Linked DNA regions of Mus musculus: regions 2 and 3 are each linked to region 1. The links are chromatin contacts, called in public Hi-C and Micro-C maps. All regions are on one chromosome and are shown on one strand. The core of a region is the stretch at or near the end of the contact, and the rest is flanking DNA. Distances in the headings are between cores, read along the strand shown.

The links. A called contact is a pair of places that touch in the nucleus more often than the background predicts.
Region 2: a contact with region 1 is called in a Hi-C map of cumulus cells, with 2.7 times the contacts expected there. The contact joins two enhancer-like sites. A contact is called at or near these places in 4 of 484 Hi-C or Micro-C datasets (adipose-derived mesenchymal stem cells, cumulus cells, embryonic fibroblasts and 1 more).
Region 3: a contact with region 1 is called in a Micro-C map of granulosa cells, with 3 times the contacts expected there. The contact joins the promoter of Pdgfd here to the enhancer-like site in region 1. A contact is called at or near these places in 4 of 484 Hi-C or Micro-C datasets (adipose-derived mesenchymal stem cells, cumulus cells, embryonic fibroblasts and 1 more) and 1 of 9 other capture datasets (adipose tissue).

The regions. Positions count from the first base shown.
Region 1 is chr9:6,341,702-6,346,074 of GRCm38.p6, forward strand. All of the region lies in intron 5 of Pdgfd (platelet-derived growth factor, D polypeptide), which reads left to right. Among named protein-coding and RNA genes, the nearest start is that of Ddi1, 77 kb to the left of the region's middle. Within about 2 kb of position 1,395, at least 11 of the 459 cell types and tissues checked have an H3K27ac peak or open chromatin away from gene starts, as enhancers often do. A contact at or near this core is called in granulosa cells, where this site is marked.
Region 2 is chr9:6,184,043-6,188,435 of GRCm38.p6, forward strand. The region is part of intron 1 of Pdgfd (platelet-derived growth factor, D polypeptide); the gene reads left to right. Among named protein-coding and RNA genes, the nearest start is that of Pdgfd, 18 kb to the left of the region's middle. Within about 2 kb of position 2,954, at least 1 of the 459 cell types and tissues checked has an H3K27ac peak or open chromatin away from gene starts, as enhancers often do.
Region 3 is chr9:6,165,568-6,169,788 of GRCm38.p6, forward strand. Pdgfd (platelet-derived growth factor, D polypeptide) reads left to right here and starts at 2,919. Exons shown (of 7, transcript NM_027924.3): 1 at 2,919-3,351. The coding sequence starts at 3,228.

The DNA.
Region 1 (4,373 bases), core at 145-2,644:
GAATTCTGGGAAATAGTGACAGAATAAAATGGAGATTTGCCTGGGACCTGGGGTGATGATGGTGGGGCAGCAGGACAAAATAAACCAGCAGATAACTGATCTCAAGGTACAATAAAGAGAGATACTGGGAGAGAGTCCATAGAAATGCTGGGGTGAGATTATGAGGAAGACTCAAAAGAAAAAATGGGCCAGTACTGAAGGAGAGGTAACTAACCATGTAAAAGAAATAGAATACTTCAAATGGGTTAAATAAGTTATGAGTTAGCTAGAGAATGAGCCAGTGCTTATGATCTACACATCTATTAATGAATAATTAGTCTCACAGTTTTTATTCCAGGATCAGGGAATTTGTTTTTGTTTTATAAGAACACACCCTGGTGTGTGTGTGTGTATGTATGTGTGTGTATGTGTGTGTGTGTGTATTCTGTTTATGTTTATGTTTATGTCTATGTGTGAGATTACAGTCTCTGTAGCCCATGCCAGACTAACACTTACAATCTTCTCAGCCCCTTCAGTTTTGGGATCACAGTTGTGAGCCACAGTTTGTTCCACTTGGAACAAAAACAGTTTATACTGAGAAATCCAATGTTATTATTTACTTCTGCTTTCTCTGGTGGGAGGGAGAGTAGATGAAACTGAGCTGTTCTTGTCCACAAAAGAGCTTGAAATGAGTGAGAGGAGATTTGGGACAGATAACTATGTCTATAGTTCCATAGAGACAGCCTATTCTCCACCTCCCAGGTAGATAAGCTCAAACTCTGGCTGTACTGCTTGTGGACAGTAGAGAATATAAGTTAGTAGACGTAACTTTCGGTTTCTCAGGAGTAATATAACAGGGGTGGCATGTAGAATTGAAATCTGTAGGCAACTACAGCTCCAAAAACCCAAATTGTAATCAATAATATCAATCTTGTACTTTGGTTACAGATACACAAAAGTTAAAGAAAAAAAAATCTTCTCTAATTCAAGTTTCATTTACTTTTTCTAGTAGCTATGAGTAAAGTAAAATAAGGGAAATTATATGGATGTTCTTGCTAGCAGCTGCCAAATGTCACTGAGGTCAATGCATGACCACTGTGGCTTAAGTAAAACTAAACTATGATTCACTTAAATGAAAAACCTATGAACTTAGGTGCAGTGTGTATTTCTTTAGGCTCATAAAATAAAATGAGACATTTCTACATTAAGAAGTAATCAGCCCTAGGTTATGCTAAACTGGACGCTAAGTAAGAGGAGATTTGTGGAGATTAACAACAAAAATGAGACCTAGCTCCTTGTTTCTTGAAGGACAACTTGTTTATTTTTTTTCAGAATGACACACGTTGTCATAGTAACACCCAACACACAGTGGCAAAGAAGAAAGCCTGTTCCCAGTGTAAGTGCTGTGATGAAATTTTAAAATCAGGGCTGTGGTTATGTGATCACAGCTCAGTGGTAAGCACATTTGCCTCAACTCTGCATGGACATGGGTTCAATCTCTAGCAACACACACACACACACACACACACACGCACACGCACACGCACACGCGCGCGCGCATGGGGGGAGAAATGGAGAGAGGGAGGATTGAGAAGGTATAAAATATAGGCAAATGTGTTGGTATATTCCAAATTAAAAGTTATGAATTATTAATAAAGTATGTTCCTCTCCAAAGAATTTCCAAGCCTTGGCAACATGTACTAAGATTGGCTTGTATTGCTCCCTGTCAGAATTTTAAGATTAAGTGAAGCACAGTCATCTATTGGATGGAACACAGGGCCCCCAATGGAGGAGCCTGAGAAAGTACCCAAGGAGCTGAAGGGGTCTGCAACCCTATAGGTGGAACAACAATATGAACTAACCAGTACCTCCAGAGCTTGTTTCTCTAGCTGCACGTGTAGCAGAAGATGGCCTAGTCGGTCATCATTGGGAAGAGAGCCCCCTTGGTCTTGCAAACTTTATATGCCCCAGTACAGGGAATGCCAGGGCCAAGAAGTGGGAGTGGGTGGGTAAGGGAGCAGAGTGGGGTGGGAGCAAGGGTATAGGGGACTTTCGGGATAGCATTTGAAATGTAAATGAAGAAAATATCTAATAAAAATTTAAAAAAATTAAGTGAAGCAGTTGTCTTGGTATTCAGTTATGAAAAGCAATACAATGTAAAGTATATGACTTCCACAGACCCTAGACAGTTAGCTGTTGTAACTCTGGGATCATTCCTAACCAGTGTCGGAGGAGCTAATATCAATTCTGTTCATTTTACTTATGATATTTTGCTCTAATACCTAAAACTTTTCATTCTAATTTGTATACTAATGTAAGTGATAAGTACAAGAAACTGGAGAATGTATATAGTAAATAAGTAATATCAAGAAGTTTCCAAAGGTACTGAGGTAGTAAATATTTGAAAATCCAAGTGCTTACAGCTTTCTTTAGATGCTTATTTAATCCCTGGGTGAAAGTATTTTTATAAAGCCCTTGACCAGTAAGCACTGGTCAGGTAGGCCGGAGAAGATAGGTGCTGAAATCCTTTCTAAAAGTTAGACACTCAGAAGCATTGCAAACACCATTGCCACAGTAGACCTCTTTTCTAACAAGTCACTAAAACATGATCATCTTCATTCTTTTTCTTGAACCATAGTAAACACCAGATTAAAAATTTCAGTGTTAAAAGTGTTTACCCTCAATTTTAGCAGTAGTGAGTTAATCTGCTCTAAACTCCCCGGCAGGCAAGAGTGCCTCCCCTACACCCACCCAAATGTTTTGGATTCCTGAAAGAAAAACACAGACATGCAGCCTTATTTTCAATATGAATGTTCCATTTCTGCTACTCCAGACCCAATCAGGGGAGAAGCCACTGGGATCCCTCTATCCTGATTCTTACATGTTGTATGCTTTCTCCCCTGCATCTCTCAGGCTGGATCTTTCTGTTCCCCTGTCATAGAGATTCTAATCCTCCTCCTCCTGCTTCTCTTGCCTGGGAAATCTGCAGGCCCCGCCTCTGTCTCTCTGCCCAGTCATTAGCCTCCTGCACCTTTACTTCACAAATCAAAGCCAACTGGGGATGGGGACCCTTAGCATTGTACAGGTGCACATACCCGTTCCTGTGTAATTTAAGCAGCCAAATTAACACAAATAGCATTAGAACCAACCCACAACATTCAATTCCAAAACAGAGAAAAAGAAAGAATGCTCTGGATTGAAAATAAAAGGACTTTGGAGCCCAGCAAACCTGGCCTACAATTTAGACTCAAATCCTAAAACAGTAGCTTTAGAGAAAATATACCTTTGGAGGAACTGCACGTTTTGTAAAATGACTATGCTCTTTTCTACACTTTGCAAAACCATGTACAGATGAGGCAGTCACAGGAAATCCAGCACCTGGTCATGGTCCACAAATGGCACTTGGTGTTTATTTTAATTGCTTGAAGATCTTGGCGTAGAGCCAATTTTTCTCTGAGCTCCATTCTCTTCCCTGTAAGACTCTGAGATCATGCAGTATCGGGAAAGCCTCATGGAGTCTGCAAACATGCCATGTATTTACTGCACTCTCTGAAATTATACATAAAAATTGCCAAGTACCAAACTTATTAGGGTACTGCCTACCCATGATCTTTCTAGAACTGTTTCGATCACTGAGTATTTCCTCCCTCAAAGTTTATTTCTTTCTTAACCTCTCAGACATAGAAAGAATCTTTTGCTCTCTGGCCCACCAAGATTTAAGAGACATGTTTCTGTATAAGAGCATATATGGTTTCAGAAATTGCCACTGTGGGAAATCCCGACTCATTGGGTGACTTTACTTGAAAGAACAACATAGGTCACATAAATCAAACTGAACACACCTGGACATCATCCCTCTGATGTCACCTTCTCTCCTCAGCTTCTACTGACAGTAGCTGATTCTATATTCAAGCTGACCTCATTTGTCTGCAACATTAATGTGGGTCAGAACTACTGACAGCTGAGATTTGGACCTTGACCTCAAGCACTCTAAATTCATTCAAGATAAATAAATAAATGCATGGCATGAAAGTATCATTATCCCCATTATTTGCAGAAAGAGAAACAAATTCAAAAAGTTTCACTGACGTTGTCTAAGTAGACAGGCATGTCATGAACCTGGCTTTGCTGGTTAGAAAGCTATGGGGGAATCCATTGGTATTTAAAGATCAAATTTACAGGCTTAAGGGAAAGAAAGAGATAAAAACAAAAACAACAAAACAAACAACAAACAAACAAAAACCAACAACAACAAAAAAACAAACTCTGCCTGATTCTTAAGCATTCCTTCAGTTCTTTTCCTAATTTTTATGTTATAAATGGGCTGCATACATACCCTTAGGTAGTATTCCCAGTGACAGATACTTGCCCAATAATGGTCTCAATATTCTTCA
Region 2 (4,393 bases), core at 1,704-4,203, 160 kb before region 1:
CCTTTGGTCCTATAAAGGCTGGATAGATGCCTTAGTGTAGAGGAATCGAGTGGGGGAGGCAGGAGTGGGTGGGTGGGTACAGGAACACCCTCATAGAAGCAGGGGGAGGGAGGATAGGATGGGGTTTTCTGGGAGGGGAAAAGCAGATAAGGGGATAACACTTGAAATGTAAATAAATTTATAAAATAAATGAATTAAAATAATAATAATAATAATAATAATAATAATAATAATAATAATAATAAACAATGAAAATGTTGAAATGGGAAAAAAAAGAACTAGACGACAGCAGCAGTAAATGCTAAGGTGCAGTCCTGATGATTTGGCTAAAGAGAGGAAATATACTTGTTGCGGTAAATCTCCATCCAAATATGCCCTGGCAATGAAACACAACACAATTAGTATGATTACATGCTGTGCGCCTACATTGGGCAGATCTACCTCTACACTGCCATCTTCCACAGCTTATGAGACCCCTTAGAATTTGCAGTTTCTCCAGGCCATGTGCTTCTGCTCCACTTTTCTCCTTCTTCCTCCTCTTCTGCGCCCTCTCCCTCTTCCATTTTCTCCTTCTTCTCTCCCTCAACTTCCCTCTACCTTCCCTTTTATCTGCCCAATCATCAACGCTCCTTTATTTTATAAATTAAGGTGGGAAACAGGTTTACAGAAAACCACCTGAGTGCTGACTCATTCCTTGTTCACAACCCCTCACAGGAGAACAGATTTAACCTCAAATATAATTAGCCCCAGGGCTATCCACAACATATACTTATGAACAAATACAAGGCAACAAGTGCCCTGTGCATGGTCTTATGTAATCCAGTATTGCTTAATTGCTTGTTGTCATTGTTGATTATTTGTTTTAAGATACTTTTAGGATTCTGTTTCATTTGTCAAACACTGACTGCTGCTGTTCTATCCTAGTACTTAGTTTAGATAAAGTGTATTAGAGTTATTTTAACACATAGTTTAAAGGTGAAAGGCAGATTTTCTACACTTTAGTAAGGGTACAGTTTCTCTGATATTACATACACTGATTAAAGTTTTGACTGAAAAGTAACTTTTAATTTGACTTTTAAGACTATAGTTATGGTTTTCTGTGTGTTCAGATCTTAGAACAAATATTTCAATACCATAAAAACCAGTATGTATACTCAATTACCAACTTGTAAGAATCAACTTTTTGAAACATTATGATAATTTAACTCCTGGATGGCAGTAGACAAAGATGGATTAATATGCCTTATTTTATTTGTTGGTTGGTTGGTTTGTTTTTGTCTTCTTCTTTTGGTTGGGAATGTAAATTAATGTAAGACACTCATATTTTCTAAATTTAGTTCTTAAAAACCAACAAGAGAAATGGGAACATGTCACTTATATGAAACTATTCTATTCTGTATGCTATTGATAAATTTGAGGTCTGATACAAAACATGTTGAAATAATTTAGATAAATGTTTAACTACTTTTATTTTTAACCTATTTCATGTGTTAAGTCTCTTTAAATATGCAGTATGTCTGTGTAAAGGTCATGAAGATCCAGTTTAGGAACTTTGAGGACTTGGAGATTTTTATTTATTTATTTTTTTACAAGAGTAAATGCTTTTGAGCAGCTATTGGTTGGCAAATCTTTGGACACAGAGCTAATGAGTTAGCCACCTTCCTTTCCTTGGCAAGTCATTGAAAAGGAATCTTCAGGGGAGAAAAGCATTATCATGATTTGAGAAGTGAAAAATTACCCTCATGGAATGGCACAGCTGCTGAGATCCAATGTGCATATATAGACAGACTGTGTGAACATAAATGTTGTCTGTAGTCCTCCTCCATGATGTGGTGACCAGAGATCAGTCCCAGTATGTGACAGCCATGTAATTGTTGGGCATAAAGTTCCTGTGCATTCATATACCCTTAAAATAATGTTTGAGGTCATTTGAAAATCTGCTCATATTTTAAAATATTTTAGAGCAAATTAGAAAACAATATATTAAGTAGCAGGCTATATATGACCCAAGCAATCAATACCCTAATGCTATAATTAATAAATGTTACCCCATATGGCAAGGTTTATAGATGAGATTACTTTAAACATTTTGCCCTGAGTGAAGTGTCCTGTGTTATTTTGAGGAATTCCTAATAAGTAGAATCCCAGTACCCTTACAGAATAGGGACAGATGGACATTGGCTCATTAAAGAACATAGTATAATGATGTGAATTATATATGTGTGGGTCACACTCACATACAAATTCAAACATATAAAATAATGACTGCATTAAGTGATAGAAACAAGGAAGAAATAGATCTAGAAGACATATTTGTACATGTTAAGACTAATGGCATCTGGCAAGATCTCTCAGTGGATAGAAAGGTTGCCTGCTAGCAAACTCATATCTGAGTTCAGTTCCTAGTGTCCACACCGTGAAAGTAGAGAAATGACTCCTCTAACCCCCATACGCATTCTGTTGATCAAGTATACATACACACTCAGATGTACATACATATACACACATGCACATGAACATGTACATTCACATGTACATATACATACATCAAATAAAGTTTACAATGTAATATGGAGAATTAATGTTTGGAGAAGAATGTTAAGCATTCCAGTTGGGTTTTGGAATTCAGAGCTCTTAGCTGACATTGAATCCAACCCTTGCCGCTCTGAATCATTTTTATCAAAAAAAAAAAAATACAAAAACAAAAAAAGAAAGAAAGACACTGTGAACAAACTTGTTAGCCACCTAAGTAAAGAAAGGTAGTGATTCATTTTAAAAATATTTATATAATCCAATATGTATGCAAACTTGATTTTGGTGTGAAGTAAATATTGTTTTAATTATTGGGTTTCTTTTAGAATGATTTTAGTGATGGTTAGTCTTCCAAGTGTGCTGTGAGGTTTATATTTTAAGCAACTTCAGATTAGTCACACATTGAACATCGACTGCTATCAGTGCTGGGTCATTACCAAGGTCAGTGAAACTCCTGAGGTCATTTGTTTAAATAAGCTAGCCTTGCTTTATTTCCTGACATATAAACAAAATATGGAGTCGTGAGTCTTCTTGTGATTTGCTGTATTGAAAACGCCTAAAGAGAGTTACAATCTCGTGGGAAGGAATCTAAGTGCACCATTGAATAAACATAAAGTAGTAAACATGAATTCAGCAAGAATATGTTTCCTATGGACTTTGTTTTGTATTAGTAAGTCAACAATTATCTTTAAAAATAATAACTTATCATCTTCTGATAGAACTACATTTCCCAGATTATGTCATGTCCCATGACATGGTTAAAATATTTGGGATGTTTTCTTATGAAATCAGCAACTACACTTACTTTCAACAGTGCTAGCTTTCATTTTCATCGCCAACTGAACTTGAGGTAGGCAACGATAATGTTGCCTCTTTTTATTTCACTATTTTTAATAATTACTCTTTTGTGTTAAACAGTAAAAGATCTATGAAAAAGAGAATCCTGTTGTCTGTTTGAGCGACTTAACCATTATAGATTTGACAGAGATTTTTATGCAGCAGTCCATATCTCCTAAGATTTAGAGGCTCTGGGCAGCATGCATCTATAGGTGGTCATTTTTTTTTTAGAAAAAAAGAAAGAGAAGGAGGAGAAGGAGGATGAAAAAAAAAGAATAATACTTTTATTTTAGTTTTTAAAAAATAATGTTAAGACTTTAAAGTATTTAAATCCCTGCTTACTATATGATGCCAAATTTAAAAGCAATTAGTAAAAATCACTACAGAAATATAACTCATATATCTTTTACTAAGTAATAGACATATCCCAAGCTTTTGGCTATATTTATGTTGGCATTGTCTTTAATGTAATTATAACTCAAGTTTGTACAAACTACAACAGTCTATTATGTTGAATTCCCTTTAATGATTTCTAGTGTCTTATTTTCCTTAACTGACTTTTCCTGTATCCCTTGGAGTTCTTTTTCTAAGAGAAGGTCATATATGATGATTTCCTAGGAAACTTGTGGGGTACATTTTTCTATTTGTCGAGAATTCAAGCAAATTGCCCAGTGTGAAGCCTCGTTGCCTAAAGGACTGCAGCACAGAATTGCCAGGTTAAGCAAGAAATGCCCTCAGGAGCTCTCAACAGCCTGATGTGTGTCAGGACACAGCAGGGTTCTTGTGTTGTTGAAAGCATTCTATTCCAAAGGCACTTTTCATTTTTCAACGGAGAAGTGAGTTTAAAAGCAGCCAGATTTAAAACATGCCTTGGTATGAAGTGTGTAGTATTCTCATGTATTTTTACCTGAAATCTTTTCCTTAATTCATGCTCTGCCTTCCATCAAGAGCATAAACTCCATAGTGTTGAGGACTCCCTGGCTTTGGTTTCCTGGCTTTTAGAGCAGTGTGTGGGCTAAAGGAG
Region 3 (4,221 bases), core at 1,669-4,168, 170 kb before region 1:
CTTCTTAATGGTCCACAAGCAAAGACTAATTTAGTATTTAGTTGAGTTAGTTTGAAGCACATACAAAAAAAAAAATTGAGATAATCTTCCCTCTTATCTTTATGCCAGAAATTTCCTCACTGTTAAAGTATTTTTATTAAATTTTTTTGTGCACAATCATGCCTTAGTAGCTGTAATTTAACATAAAAGTTGATTATTAAGTGATACACAAAACAAGATTCAAAATAATTAGTTTGATTCAGGTGTCTGATTTTGTGTCTTATTGTTACATTTAGATATTCATTACTATTAAAAGTCATGTTGATTGTTGATGTCTTAGAACATTTGCTATCATGTTTTAGCTATGACTTAAAAGTGTCCAGCATCAGTACATCAGATAAAAGTACTTTGAATGAATATTTTAAATGCAGTGTTTTATATGAGATTGAGACAGACAATTCGAACATTTTGATACTTGGAATGATTGTATAACCACTGTACATTTTCTCATTATTCCTAGGTCCTCATGGTTGAATCTAAGTATAAAATTAAATGAAGATTTCCAACTACATCTGAAATATGGATTGGACGTGTCAGCAAGCCTCCTGCTCTTATACCTCTTGTTCCTCTTCTCTTACTAATGCAGACATTCATTTACTATGATTTCTCTGCCTCACTAAATTATACACTTATGGGATTAACAACCTTGTCTCAATTCATTGCTATTGTACCTTCAAGATATTTAGAAGAGAGAATGAAACAAAAGTAAATCTAGTGTTTGTTGAATAAATAAATGAGGAACTGTTGTGATCATAAAAAGATAAAGGTAGTATAAGATTATGTTCTAAGGGGGTATAGTGAGATGTGGGGGGTGGGGGTGCCTCAGCGGACCCATGCTGAGGCATCCCTTCTCCCTGAGAGTCCAGCCACACAATGATATAGCATGGAATAGAGGTTATTTAGGGCATGAGGAGGAGAGTTAAGAGGGTAACAGAGGCAGAGAAAGGCATAAAGAAAGAGAGAGCAGAGAAATAGAGGCCGGCCATAACCAGGATGAGAGGTGGGGAAGGGAATGGGGCAAGAGGCAAGAGAGAGAAGCGGGAGTAAGAGAACAAAAGAGGCAAGAGAGCCAGGAGGGGGCAAGCAGCCTCTTTCAGAGTGGGCCAGGCCTACCTGGCTGTTGCCAGGTAACTGTGGAGAGGAGCAGGCACTCCTTCCCCTACATCTCACCTCACTCCCATAGAACATATTCTTATATTTCTTTACTTTTTTGTGATCACAACAGGGACTGCAAAGCTGTGCTTATTTTTAAGTTTGTGTGGTGGCTATATGTGTGAAGCCCAAAAGCTAACACTGAATTTCTCTATTGTTTGTTTTGAGCCGGTATCTCTGGCTGAATCATGAGCTTTCCCTTTACACAAGTTGAAATCCGGGGATCTACCTGTTTGCGTTACACAGCACTGGAGCTTCAAATGCATACCACAGTGTGCACAAGTGTGACACAAGTGTGATGTGTGTCTTCAGGTACTTCGCTGACTGTACCATCGCCTGTGAGCCTACTTTCTATGTTGCTTCTCTGTGTCTTTCTCCAGGGCAGATTATATACTTAAACAGTATAAACAGATTTTTTTTTCTTCAAGGGGATTCAAATTTTTCAATTGTCGGTCACATCAATAGCATGTACTTTCTTATGCATCAGCCCATAAAACAGTGATATCCATAAAGCAAGAACGTCTTACATGAACTTGATCGAGAACTAAGAGGGCACTACATTCCATTTTACTCACTCAGAAATAGTGCTGAAATGAAGTTACCCACATGTATATCCTCTTCAGTGCTGGGTGGTAGAGTAACTTGTAAAGTCTGTATTGTCATAACCCCCTCCCTTCTCAGCCACTTCTAATGAATGAATATCATGTATGTCCTATTCTCTAGACTTTCAGGCCTTAAAGATGTTGGGACTTTTGTATCACAAACGTCACTGATGAACAGCTGAGGAAATATGTATGCTTGATTGAGATTCATCTACCAAAAAAAAATCATAGAACAAAATTAGTTCATCTAATTCTTGCCACAGTCACACAAATCATTTCTATTTGTGTTTTGTACCAAAAGACACTGCATTTCTGGGGTCCAGTGCTTTCTTGCTTTCTTTCCTCCCACTGTTTTTTTTTTTTTTTTTTTTTTTTTTTAACCTATGGCCAAATATCCCTCCTTCATTTCTTCTATAGTATTAACATATTTAAAATCTAGAAAACATACAATATTCACAGGATTTTGCTTTGTTTTTTGTTAAACAGGGTCTTCACGTAGCCCAGGCTGGCCTGAAATGGAGTTCACTATACTGCTTAGGTTGGCCTTGAACGCTGACCCACCTGCCTTCACCTCCAAACACCAAGATTACTGGCATTCACCACTCCATCTAATTTATTTATGTGTGTGTTCATTTTCTGTTGTTGTTTGAGACAAAGTCTCTCCTTGTAGCCCTCTTCTGCCTTTGCCTCAAGGTGTTCAAACAGTCCCTGCTTCTCTTCCTGAATTGGTAACTGAGCCTCAAGGCAAACTCAGCATGGGCTTCTTTGTGATTGCATTTCCTGTGGAAGGTGGAGTGAAGCCTTGCTCAGTTGATTTGAGTTCTAGTATAATAGTCCTAGCAGATTCCAGTAACCAAGGCCAGCACTTAGTGGGCTGTCAGAGGATTTGACCACTCACCTCTAGATAAGTTCTATCCTCCTTTCACTCCTCCTGACCACTTTGTGCCCTACTCCTGGCCAGTTTCTATAAAACCCTGGGAGACGGGAAGGGTCTGGACCACCTTCAAACTCATGCTCAGTGACAGAGCTATTTTGGCTGGGACTGTGAGCCAGGACTCCAGGATCCCTGTTCCCAGCCGCACTGCCCAACAACTACACAGCCTCCCTTCCGCAGAAGAGCCAGACGCTGTGACGCCGGCTCCCTGCAGCCTGTGCTGCAGCCGCTGTCCACCGGAGGGGGGCGAATCCACGTCAACCTGTTGTTTGCCCAGCTCCTATTGATCAAGTCAGAGCTACAAGGAAATGCGGCACACACACGCGCTTGGAAAGTTTAGCTTACAGGAAGTTTTGGGAGAGCAGCGCCAGTAACTGGGCGGCCGGGACAACACAGGCGGTGAAGGCGAGGGACTGTGCAGTAGAAATCCGCCGACTCAACCCTTTGGGCTTTATTTATTTACTTTTGGAGCAACGCGATCCCTAGGTCGCTGAGCCCAAATGCAACGGCTCGTTTTAGTCTCCATTCTCCTGTGCGCGAACTTTAGCTGCTATCCGGACACTTTTGCGACTCCGCAGAGAGCATCCATCAAAGCTTTGCGCAATGCCAACCTCAGGAGAGATGGTAAGCGATTCATTTGATTTGTGTTCAGCATTGAAAAGGTCACATTTGCTATTGTCAAGGTTCTTTGGGTCATTCACCAGACCCCACCTCCTCCGATTTTGAATTTTTCAAATGAACTCAGAAGGCATTCTCTGGAAAGGATTCTCCTGCCTGCTCCTCACCCTTCCCCACCCCCCCCACCCCCCGCTAAAATTGCCCCTCATTCTATAACTACTAGAGAGTGTTTTGAAGTGTCCTGGAGGCCACTGGGGGAAGTGCTGGAGTACACTGGGGGGTGGGGTCAAGTGGCTTTCTCCCTGCAACTTAGAATCATATCAGTAGGTGTGTGTCCTGGAGTAGTTGACACCAGGATGTGGGTGTCTCCTTCCAGGCTTTGAAAGCTGCAGGCTGTGCTCATCTTGGCATTGTGGTGGGCGGTGGAGTCCAATGGCCTTTACTGGATAATGTAATTCTTATTTATTTTTTTATTTTAGTTAGGGGAGTAGGGATGACACGTTTCAACACTGTGGTTATTTTTGCAGCAGACTGGCCATGTATAAATCATTTGTTTTCAAAAGAAGTCAGTGTTGTCCTTTATGTCCCTCAAGTGACTTTCCCTTGGAGTTCAACAAGGGTCAGGAACTAAGTGTGTGGGAGGCAGAGTTCCTGGAATGTTCTTGTAGCACAAGGTACCTGGCTTCTTTGGTTGGTTTCCTTTGTACGGAAGTTTTCCAAGCTCCTGAAATGGCTGTCCTAAGAAAGGTACTGAGTAAGCATGCTTGTTTTCCTGTCCTGTGCAAGATACATGGGAAAAATAGGTCCTAGAAACTCCTCATTGAGCTTTTCTCCTGGAACTTAGGCCCTCAGCTGTAGCCTGTGGTCCTAGCAAGG